3 separate regions of the Mus musculus genome follow, and all the other regions are linked to region 3. A link is a contact called in public Hi-C data. All regions are on one chromosome and are shown on one strand. The core of a region is the stretch at or near the end of the contact, and the rest is flanking DNA. Distances in the headings are between cores, read along the strand shown.

Region 1 (3,080 bases), core at 418-2,917, 510 kb before region 3:
AGCTCAGGATAAAGGATGCTCTTTACAGCCTGGTTTAGCAGGCCTGCTGTGCCTACCTGTGTACCACTAGTGGCCTCCTGCAGACAATTCAACACAGTGGGGGTCCTTCATTCCACTACCTCTGAGAGTTTCAGATGGTCACCTTGAAACAGAGTCATTCTATATAGTAGGGAGACATCCTTCCTACTTTATCCCAAGACTTAACCAAGTCTGTGGAATGGGGCAGACACATAATATAAGACCTGTCACTATTGCTGGATAACTGTCTAGGGATATGAGGGAAACAAAGGTAGTTCCAGAATTGTAAGGTCAATTATCATTTATTAATGGTGGTTATGGGCCATGGCAGAGTCATTTATACATTACGTTTTCTTTTCAGTCTAGAAGGTTCCTATTTATATTTTTAAAGACCAGAGTCAGCTTGCATAGGATGGGGCTTTTGGAACTCAGCTGGTAAGGTTGGGTACCTGTTTTCAAGATTCTATTTGCAGTCTGATTTACCCTGACTTTATACTGCAAGCTCCTTGTTCTCCAAGTGCTAATGACCCCCAGGCTGTGCGTGTGGCTGTGACGTGCATTCCATCTATACATGTAAGCGCATCGTAATGACAGCATGCGTAGGTTCATGGAAATGGGCATCAATATACCCAGGGCGACAGGCGGAACAGGATGGGCTGACTTCGCGGGGACATTTTCTTTTTTTTTTTTATGTCTTGAGGCAGAGTCTTATGAAGCTCTGGCCAGCCTTCAAATCCCTATGTGGCCAACAGTGACCTTGAACTCCTGGTCATCCTGCCTTCCCATGTGCTGGAATCTCATTTTGGCAGCGTGTGTCTTCATGTACATATATCTGTGTGCATGTAGAAGCCAGATGTCAAGTTCAAATGTCTTCCTTTATTGATTTACACCTTATTGTTTTGAGGCAGGGTCTTCCATTGAACCTGCTTAGGCTAGACTGGCTGACCCATGTCGTAGGGATCTGCCTGTCTCTGCTCTACCCCAGTATTGGCATCCGAGATGTACTCTGTCCTCCTTCTGCCAGCACTTGAGTTATAGACACACCTGCCTACTTCTGCTTTTTACATCTGGGCTGAGGATTTGAACTCGGATCCTCCTGCTTGTACAGAAGGCACTTCTTGACAGAGCTTTCTCCCTTTCTCCCCAGCCTGATTTTTGGCTCTTTGCAATAGGGTCTTAGTTATAATTATCGGTGGGCTGCCATGAAATATGTACACCAGGCTGAATGTGAAGTTGTAGCTCTCCTCTTGCCTCTACCTTTCAAGTGCAGGACTTACAGGCATGTGGTACCACGCCTAGCCTCCTGAGGCATTCTAATCTCAACTAGACTTTTAAAAAACTAGTCCCATAATGGAAAGAGAGAGTAAGATCGCAAAAAATAAGGAAAACTTGGTAACGATCATTTATATTTTTATCCAAGGATGGCTGAGGCTAGATTGGTTTTTAAATTCTTTTTTTTTTCTTTTTTCTTTTTAACTTCTGAGTTTCAGGCATAACTCAAGGATACCGGGAGTTTCCTCAGTTTTTGTTTTCAGATTTAAAGATTTCACTGTATTTATTCATTTCCGTAAGGGGGCAGGGGTTGGTATTGTGTGTGTAAGCACAATGCCCAAGATGGCCAGAAGAGGGTGTCAGGGTTCCTGGCGCTGTAGTTAACAAGTGGCTGTGAGCCATCCAGTGTAGGTGGGGACCTGAACTCAGGTCTCCAGCAGGGGCAGTAACCAGTCTTAACAGTACTGCCATCTCTCCAGCCTTGTTTTCAAAATTTAAGTCTTTCTTTAGTCCCCTTTCTTACCATCATATATGCATTACAAAATCATCAAGTTTCATTACGACATCTTTTTTGTTTTTGTTTTTGTTTTTTTCGACGCAGGGTTTCTCTGTGTAGCCCTGGCTGTCCTGGAACTCACTCTGTTGGCCATTTTGATATATGTATACAATGTACTTTTGAACCCCCCCCCCCCACCTTCTCTAGTTAGTCTCCCCTCCCCCTCCCACTGGTCCTTTTCCTCTTCCCGAATAGTCTTGCTTCCACTTTCATCTAAAATCCTCCCTTTTGTACTTACCATGATTCAGCAGAATGGGCTCTGGCCAGTCTTGGCTTGTGTTCTCTCTTCTTGGCACAGGCCTCCTAAACAGCAGGGCTTCTGTTCCTCCCAGCTCTTTCTGGATCTCAGAGTGCATGCGCAGGAGCTTAGGTTCTGAGTCAGATTCTCACCTCCAGGGTCCCTCAAACCCGAGGCAGCAACATCAGACATCTAGGGCTGGTGTGTGTGTGTGTGTGTGTGTGTGTGTGTGTGTGTGTGTGTGTTGCTGAACCAGAGATCTAGGAGGGTGGCTGTAATGCGTTGCATCTCTGCCTATCAGTGTGTCTTGTTTTTCCTTTTTCAAAATTGAAACATACAGGAGCTGAGCCGCCCCTCTACCCCTGTGAGAAGTAATTCACTACACCAGCTGCTTTTGCGACTCCACTCCCTTCCTTGGGTACCTGTCATCCTGAGGTTTGGAGGCGCCCCCTCCCCAACCCCCACCGCTAGTGTTTGAAACACTCATTGGTCAATCCATTGGGCTAGCACTGGCTCTAACTCCCCAGACCTGCCTCTCAGTGCCCTCATTGACCTTCTGCTGATAGGTTTCCATCACTCCCTTCCGGTTTGAGTTTCTGTTAGTTTTTCTTGTGGCGCATCTGATTGGCACCGCAGGCTCTCTGGATAGAACTCTGATGTGTTTTTCTTTGGAAACTGGCCCTGGCATCACAGAACCTCAACATATCCGCCGTTGGGGGGGAGGGGGCATGATCTGGCGGGGGTGGGGTGGGAGAACAGGTAAACAGTATGTTACAGGGGGTTGATGCATGTTGGAACTCCCCTTTGCCAGCGGTTCTGCAGAAACCTCGGAGTTGTCGGAACTTATCTTTCTTGTAGCTATCTCTTCTGGAAACCCTCCAGCAGGCCTTATCTAGAAGACTCCTTTTCTCTCCTAGAAAAAAGAAATACCATTACGGAGAAAAGGACAGAAACCTCCTAGCACATTTCCCCACCATCCCACTTTTAAACTTTCCA
Region 2 (2,926 bases), core at 199-2,698, 570 kb before region 3:
AGTTCTACCTGGGATGTTCACTTTCCATGGTGTTTAAAACAGGGAAGGAGGAAAAGAGTGAGGTATAGTGATGGATGGACAGAGTCTGGGGGTGGGGTGGGGGGAAAGGACAGATCAGTCCAATGTCATGCTACCATGCCTGAAGGATATACAGGAAATAGTGTTGGAGACTCACTTGGGTGCTCAGTTCTGTCTTCCTAGGCTCATAGGTGGAAGGTTGAGAGCTGTGGGTAGAGTGTTCAGAAATGTGCGGTATCAGGAAAAACTTATGTTCAGTTGAAAATGGGAATAACAGATTTTATGGCATATATATATATATATATATATATATATGCATGTTATATGTTCATTTGTGTGTTCATATATGTGTGTGTTTGCTTAGGCTAGAGGTTGACGTTAGGTACTGTGCTGGTTTGGTTTTCACTGCCAACTTGACACACTCTAGAATCACCTGAGAAGCAAGTCTTTATAAAGAATTATCTAGGTTAGGTTGACTTCTAAGCATGGCCTGATTGGTGATTGATGTAGAAGACACAGTCCATTGTGGGTGGCACCATCCCGTAGGCAGTGAGTTCTGAAACTATAACAGAGGAGAAAGCTAGCTGGGAGCAAGGAAACAAGGATGCATTCATTGATCACTCCTGACTTGTACATCTTTACTTTGACTTTCCCAAAATAATGAATTATAGTTTGTAAGTATAAGACCCTTTCACCTCTTTGGTTTTTTTTTTTTTGTTGTTGTTGTTTGTTTGTTTTTGTTTGCTTGTTTTGTTTTGTGTTGTGTTATTTTCTGTTCAGGATGAAAACAGCAATGGAAATGAAACTAGGAAAAGCATCTACCTCAGTAGTTCTCTCCTTTAGTTTTTGAGACAGAGTTTCTTACCTGAATCAGCTGGGTTCGGTCTCCACCTCCCCAGAGCAGAAATTACAGGCATGTCCCACTGTGCCCAGATTTCATACAGAGGTTCTAGGGACTTGAGCTTGCTTTGTCATGCTTCCATAGCAAACTCTTTACTGACTGAGCCATTTCCCCATGTCCTGGCAGTTGTTTTTAAAACCCGGAAATTTACTGAGAAAATGGTGTCCTCCCATTCTGACTTCTGAGGCTGAGAGATGGCACAAGCTTGTGCCAGGCCTGGCAGCGGCCGCACCGCCCGGCCCAGATGTGGGCGTGAACTCTCAGGCTCTAATGAAGACTTGCTTTCCTGTGTTGCTGCCAGCACCTATGTGCTTCCATTTCCCAATTGAAAACATACTTAATGGCGACAGGTTTTTGGCTCCACCAGGTTGAAGTCATTACCCTGGAAATGCAGTATCCATATCGCAATTGAGGGCTGAGCTGCACTTCCCTGGGAGTGAGCCCTGGCCTTGTCCTCCTCCCACCTCTCCCGGAGGACTGGATCCTCTCATCCGAAATAGTCATCTCTTTATCACACTAGGGCTCTTGTGAGGCCAGTATGTGGGATTTCTGGAATGAAGTCCTCATTGGAAGCAGCAGCTTCCTCCCTTCACCTCCTCCTCTGGGTGTTGTGGAATGTAATTTTCCTTTGGCAAATAGAAACTGCAGAATAATCCTCGCTTGGCTGAAGCTGATCAGGGATGCGTTCTGTCCCTTCTCCATTCAAGTTTCCTTATTTTATTTTTATTTAAAATTTTTTTTTCAATTTTTCAATTTGTTCTTGTACACACACACACACACACACACACACACACACACACACACGCTGTACATATGCACGTAGGTTCCCATGAAAGCCAGAAGAGGGAGCTGACTCCAGTAGAGCTGAAGTTACAGGAGGGAGTGAGCTGCCCAATATGGATATACCGAACCAAACGGGCCTTCTGTAAGAGCAGTAGCCACTTTAAACCACAGAGCCCCTCTCTAGCCCATAGAGTCAAGTTTCTTAACTTTTATCTCTGGTTTAGGCTACATGGAGGAGACAGAGTTGTGTCTGAGGGCCTGAAAAAAATACAGGTTCCCCAGATTTCAGCTTGCTATCTGGAACGTAGGGCCTAGGATGACATATATGTTGGAGATGGGGGCTTCTGTGTCCCGGAGTCATCCAAATGCTCAGTCTGTAGGTGAGGATATTGAGGGTCAGAGACTGGAGTTGTTACTCAGCATTCCCCAGAGAGCTGTCAGCAGTGTCTGCAGTAGAGTCTCAGCCTCTGTCTCTTCAAGTGTGTCCCTCCCTGGAAACAGTGAGCTCTGGTGTCATCTCTTGCAATGCTTTCCTCTCTGTCTAAATCTGGGTGAGTGAGACTAAGGTCATATGCTTTCTCGTTTACTTCCTCTTTCTGGATGTTTTTGGTGACAAAGACTATTATGGGATGAGACAGTTCAGACCAGACTTGAGGTCCTGGGTGCAAGGTGATAAAATGCAAACTAGGAAATTGGAATCTAGGCAGACTTCGGTGACTTAGGTGTCTGGAGCCAAAGCAGTGAAGATTCCCTTTTCCGACGTCTCGGCTCCTCTACAGTTTCATGAGTCTGATGATGTCTTCCTCATGGGTAGTTGTCAGGGATGTGTGAGAAACACACTTGGCAGCACTATGCTTGCTCTGTATATTTTAATGTCCTCCCTCCTTTTCTTATTCCCCTACCACTACCTTCTCTTCATCCTTCTTCCCTCCTTCTCTTACTCCTCCTCTTTCTTATTTGCAGATTTGTAATCTCAACTCTATCTACATTGGAGATGCTCAAAACCTTGAGGAGCCAGCCAGGCAAGGACACATGGGGAAGGGTGTATCTGTTGGATGTCTATTATGGGTCAGGTCACAGGCTTCTGGAACAGTCCTGTAAATGACTCCTGAGACGCTCTTCACAGAAGAAGGGAGTATACATTCCTCTTCTGCTAGCTCTTATGTTTGCGCAATCGTGACTGTGCACAGAGTCCATAAGAATGTTAAAGGTAGGCCTTGGATT
Region 3 (3,257 bases), core at 623-3,122:
TCACTGCAGAAGCCCAAGAGGGAATTTGAGGGAGAGGCAGTGTGAATTGTTAAGAAGATTGTGACCTGCAGGCTTCTCTCTGTCTCTGTCTCTGTCTCTGTCTCTGTCTCTGTCTCTGTCTCTTTCTCGGACCCCCTCTCTGAATTGTTGTTGTTATAGAGAGGATACTGCTGCTATATATTGTTATTTATACCACCATCATTGTTACACTAACTGTAAGTCTATCTGAGACCCCAAGCTAGAGACTGAGTAGGAGGATGCTCTCCTCTGTCTTGGCAGCCTCAGCCCACCCTTTCGTATTAGCATATGATAATTTCTGCAGCATCCTCCCTGGCTATGCTATCAGTTCCATTCTCCTAGGCTTTCTCGGGAACTCAGTCTACCCTCTTTAGGTTGATATTAAGATGACAATGCTAGAGGTTGGGGTCAGTTTTGAAAGATGGCCCCCTGCCCTTCAACGTCTTCTCCCCAAGATGGTTCCTTAATTCTAAGGAGAAACATTATCTCAGAAAAAAAATCAAGAGGGACAGCTCTAGAAGTTGAATACACAAGGTTGGCCTCAGAGCACCATACACATACATGTACATGTAGTTACACAGACACAGACACAGACACAGACACAGACACAGACACAGACAAAGACACACACACACACACACACACACACACACAGAGAGAGAGAGAGAGAGAGAGAGAGAGAGCACATGAATATCCACACATGAACACAATTCTCACAATTCTTCATGTACTTGATATGTGTTACTGAAGTTGGTTGTCCAGTTTAATTTGGGTTTTAGAAAGATGCATCTGTATTTGGGGTCCCAATAAAATAAATCCAGAATCTAACATTGACAGCTAAATCTGATCCTCTTTCTGGTGAGATCATCACAGAGCACTCTTGATGTGCACTCTTTCCTGTGGGTTGAAAAGCCTCTCTTTTCAGGATATGGTCTCAGTGAGTGCCTGAGTTCCATAGTCCTTGTCTATGGTTACCATTGGATTAAGCTATATTCTTTGCATCCAAGTCTAAGGTCAACTTCCCCTCTCTGTCATGAACACTATCCCAGGATGATAGACTACTGTCCTCCCCCATCTTTAACTTTTTTTTTTACACATCACTCCTAAGAAGGTTGTCAGAACGCTGTTATCTGCCACCGGATGATCGTCAGCGTCTGAGCCACTGCGTGTTCTTTTTGAAGATGATCAACTTATGGGTTTAGAGTAGAATTCGGTTTCTTTGATACTGTCTCCCCAAGGTCAGATCATCACTGGTCTGATCACCTACCTCTGGTTCAGACCTTTAAATAGGCACTTGTTCCTATTAACAAGGATAAAAGCGGTTCACAGGCTCAGCATCTCAGTGTCGCTGGATAGAAGCGAGAGTGCCAGTCCCTGCTTTCCTGGATGATTAACTACAGAAATGGCTGGGGCTCAGACAAAACCACTGTTGAAGTTCACAAATTTCTAGTACTCATATTCCACTTCATAGATTCTCTCAGCTCATTTGCCTAGGACCCATCTTGGTCTATAGATGCATATAAAGGGCCATGCTCAATGTTTTCCTCAGACAGGATGATAGCATTCTGTGCTCCAAAGCCATGAAAATTATTCCAAGATTTGATTTTTCTATATTCTTCAAGATCTACCAGCAATCCCTAAGCCTGAGCTTTATTCTTGATGTGTCTCACACTATTATTGTTTAAGTTCAGTGGCTTTGCCAACACATTGTGACCCCGCTCTATAATGACGCACTGTGGCCATATGCCCCATCTCCACAAGTCCTGGGCTTGCCGCCCATGCTGTCCCCACCCCTGACTCCCACTCTATGCACAAGGGCCTCAGAAGGCAGAACTTAATTCAGACCAGCTGCCTTTCTTCTGCTGCTCCAGATAAACATGGGCCTGAGCGCACTGTGCTAGCTCAGTTGGACCCATGAGAGAGGTAGTCGAATGGCAAATCCACCTCGCAAGCCTGTAACGTTCTCTCATGGGACACTTGATCTGCCTTTCCCGTCCAGATCTGCTGAGTATTTTAATGTTGTAGTTTGTCTTGTCTGTTTACAACATCGTCAGTATCTATGGCATCTCTCCCAATAAGAGGTCACGAGGACCTTCCCTTGAACTCCAGCTTCTGCTACTTTGGGGGTGACCATCAACTTCTTGGAAACTGCTGCTGCCCCCAACAGTTAATGTCATGTGCATTGTGAAGCTTAGCATTAAAGATTAAAAAAAAAAATAACCACACTTTGTGGTGATGTTTGGTGTTCTTTACACCATGTAATAGAAGAGAGATAGATAGGAATTTTGAAAAATAGATTTCTGGTTGACCACAAGTGGAGAGAGACCGCTGACAGAAACGTTGACCCTCTGAGTAGCTCTTCCAGGCTGTACGCGCTATTGTATGACTTCTTTCCTTCCCTGGGGTTGCTGGGAAGGTCTTTAGGCCTCAGTTCTTTCTGTGGCATTGTTCTACTTACTCCTCAGCTGAGCAGATGCCAGACATCTAGCCCCTGGTTCTGTCATGTATGGCTCCAGGCAGCTCTGAATGCTCACATCATTGTGTCTAGACAGGCAGCCAAAATAGCCTCAAATGAGCCTCCTTCCCTTTCTTCCTTTCTTTCTCCCCCCACCCCTTTCTTTTTCTTTTTCTTTTTCTTTTTCTTTTCCTTTTCCTTTTTCTTTTTCTTTTTTTTTCTTTTTCTTTTCCTTTCCTTTCCTTTTCTTTTTTCTTTTTGTTGTTGTTTTGGTTTTGGTTTTTCAAGTCACAGTTTCTCTGTGTAGCCCTGATGGTCCTGGAACTCACTCTGTAGACCAGGCTGGCCTCGAACTCAGAAATCCACCTGCCTCAGCCTCCCGAGTGCTGGGATTAAAGGCATGTGCCACCACTGCCAGGCTCTCCCCTTCTTTCTTTCTCCCTTTCTCTCTCTCTCTCTCTCTTTCTTTCTTTCTTTCTTTCTCTCTCTCTCTCTTTCTTTCTTTCTCTTTCCTCCATTTCTAGCCTCCGTTTCTCCCTTCCTTATTTCCCTCCCTTCTCTACTTTATCTCCTTATCCCCTCCTTTTCCTCCTTTTTTACTGTCTCCCTCATTTTCCTCTTCCTCCTTCCTCTTTTGTTCTCTCTTTCCTTTTACTTTTTCCTCACTTCCTCCCTCCATCCCTTCTTTCCTTTCTTTCTACTCCTCTTTTCTTCCTTCTTTCTCTCCTCTCTTCCTCTTTTCCTTTCTTCCTTCCTTCCCTACCTCCTTTCTTTCTTCTCTCTC

Evidence for each region. A called contact is a pair of places that touch in the nucleus more often than the background predicts.
Region 1: a Hi-C map of uterus shows a contact between it and region 3, with 2.4 times the contacts expected there. The contact joins two enhancer-like sites. A contact is called at or near these places in 2 of 484 Hi-C or Micro-C datasets (both in uterus), 1 of 115 datasets of contacts at active chromatin or transcription factors (embryonic stem cells) and 1 of 9 other capture datasets (embryonic stem cells).
Region 2: a Hi-C map of uterus shows a contact between it and region 3, with 8 times the contacts expected there. The contact joins two enhancer-like sites. A contact is called at or near these places in 5 of 484 Hi-C or Micro-C datasets (adipose-derived mesenchymal stem cells and uterus).

Annotation. Positions count from the first base shown.
Region 1 is chr8:116,371,843-116,374,922 of GRCm38.p6, reverse strand. No RefSeq gene overlaps it. Among named protein-coding and RNA genes, the nearest start is that of Gm31278, 21 kb to the right of the region's middle. Within about 2 kb of position 1,667, at least 48 of the 459 cell types and tissues checked have an H3K27ac peak or open chromatin away from gene starts, as enhancers often do. A contact at or near this core is called in uterus, where this site is marked.
Region 2 is chr8:116,428,688-116,431,613 of GRCm38.p6, reverse strand. No RefSeq gene overlaps it. Among named protein-coding and RNA genes, the nearest start is that of Dynlrb2, 75 kb to the left of the region's middle. Within about 2 kb of position 1,448, at least 29 of the 459 cell types and tissues checked have an H3K27ac peak or open chromatin away from gene starts, as enhancers often do. A contact at or near this core is called in uterus, where this site is marked.
Region 3 is chr8:115,858,201-115,861,457 of GRCm38.p6, reverse strand. All of the region lies in intron 1 of Gm31037 (a long non-coding RNA gene), which reads right to left. Among named protein-coding and RNA genes, the nearest start is that of Gm31037, 3.6 kb to the right of the region's middle. Within about 2 kb of position 1,872, at least 5 of the 459 cell types and tissues checked have an H3K27ac peak or open chromatin away from gene starts, as enhancers often do. A contact at or near this core is called in uterus, where this site is marked.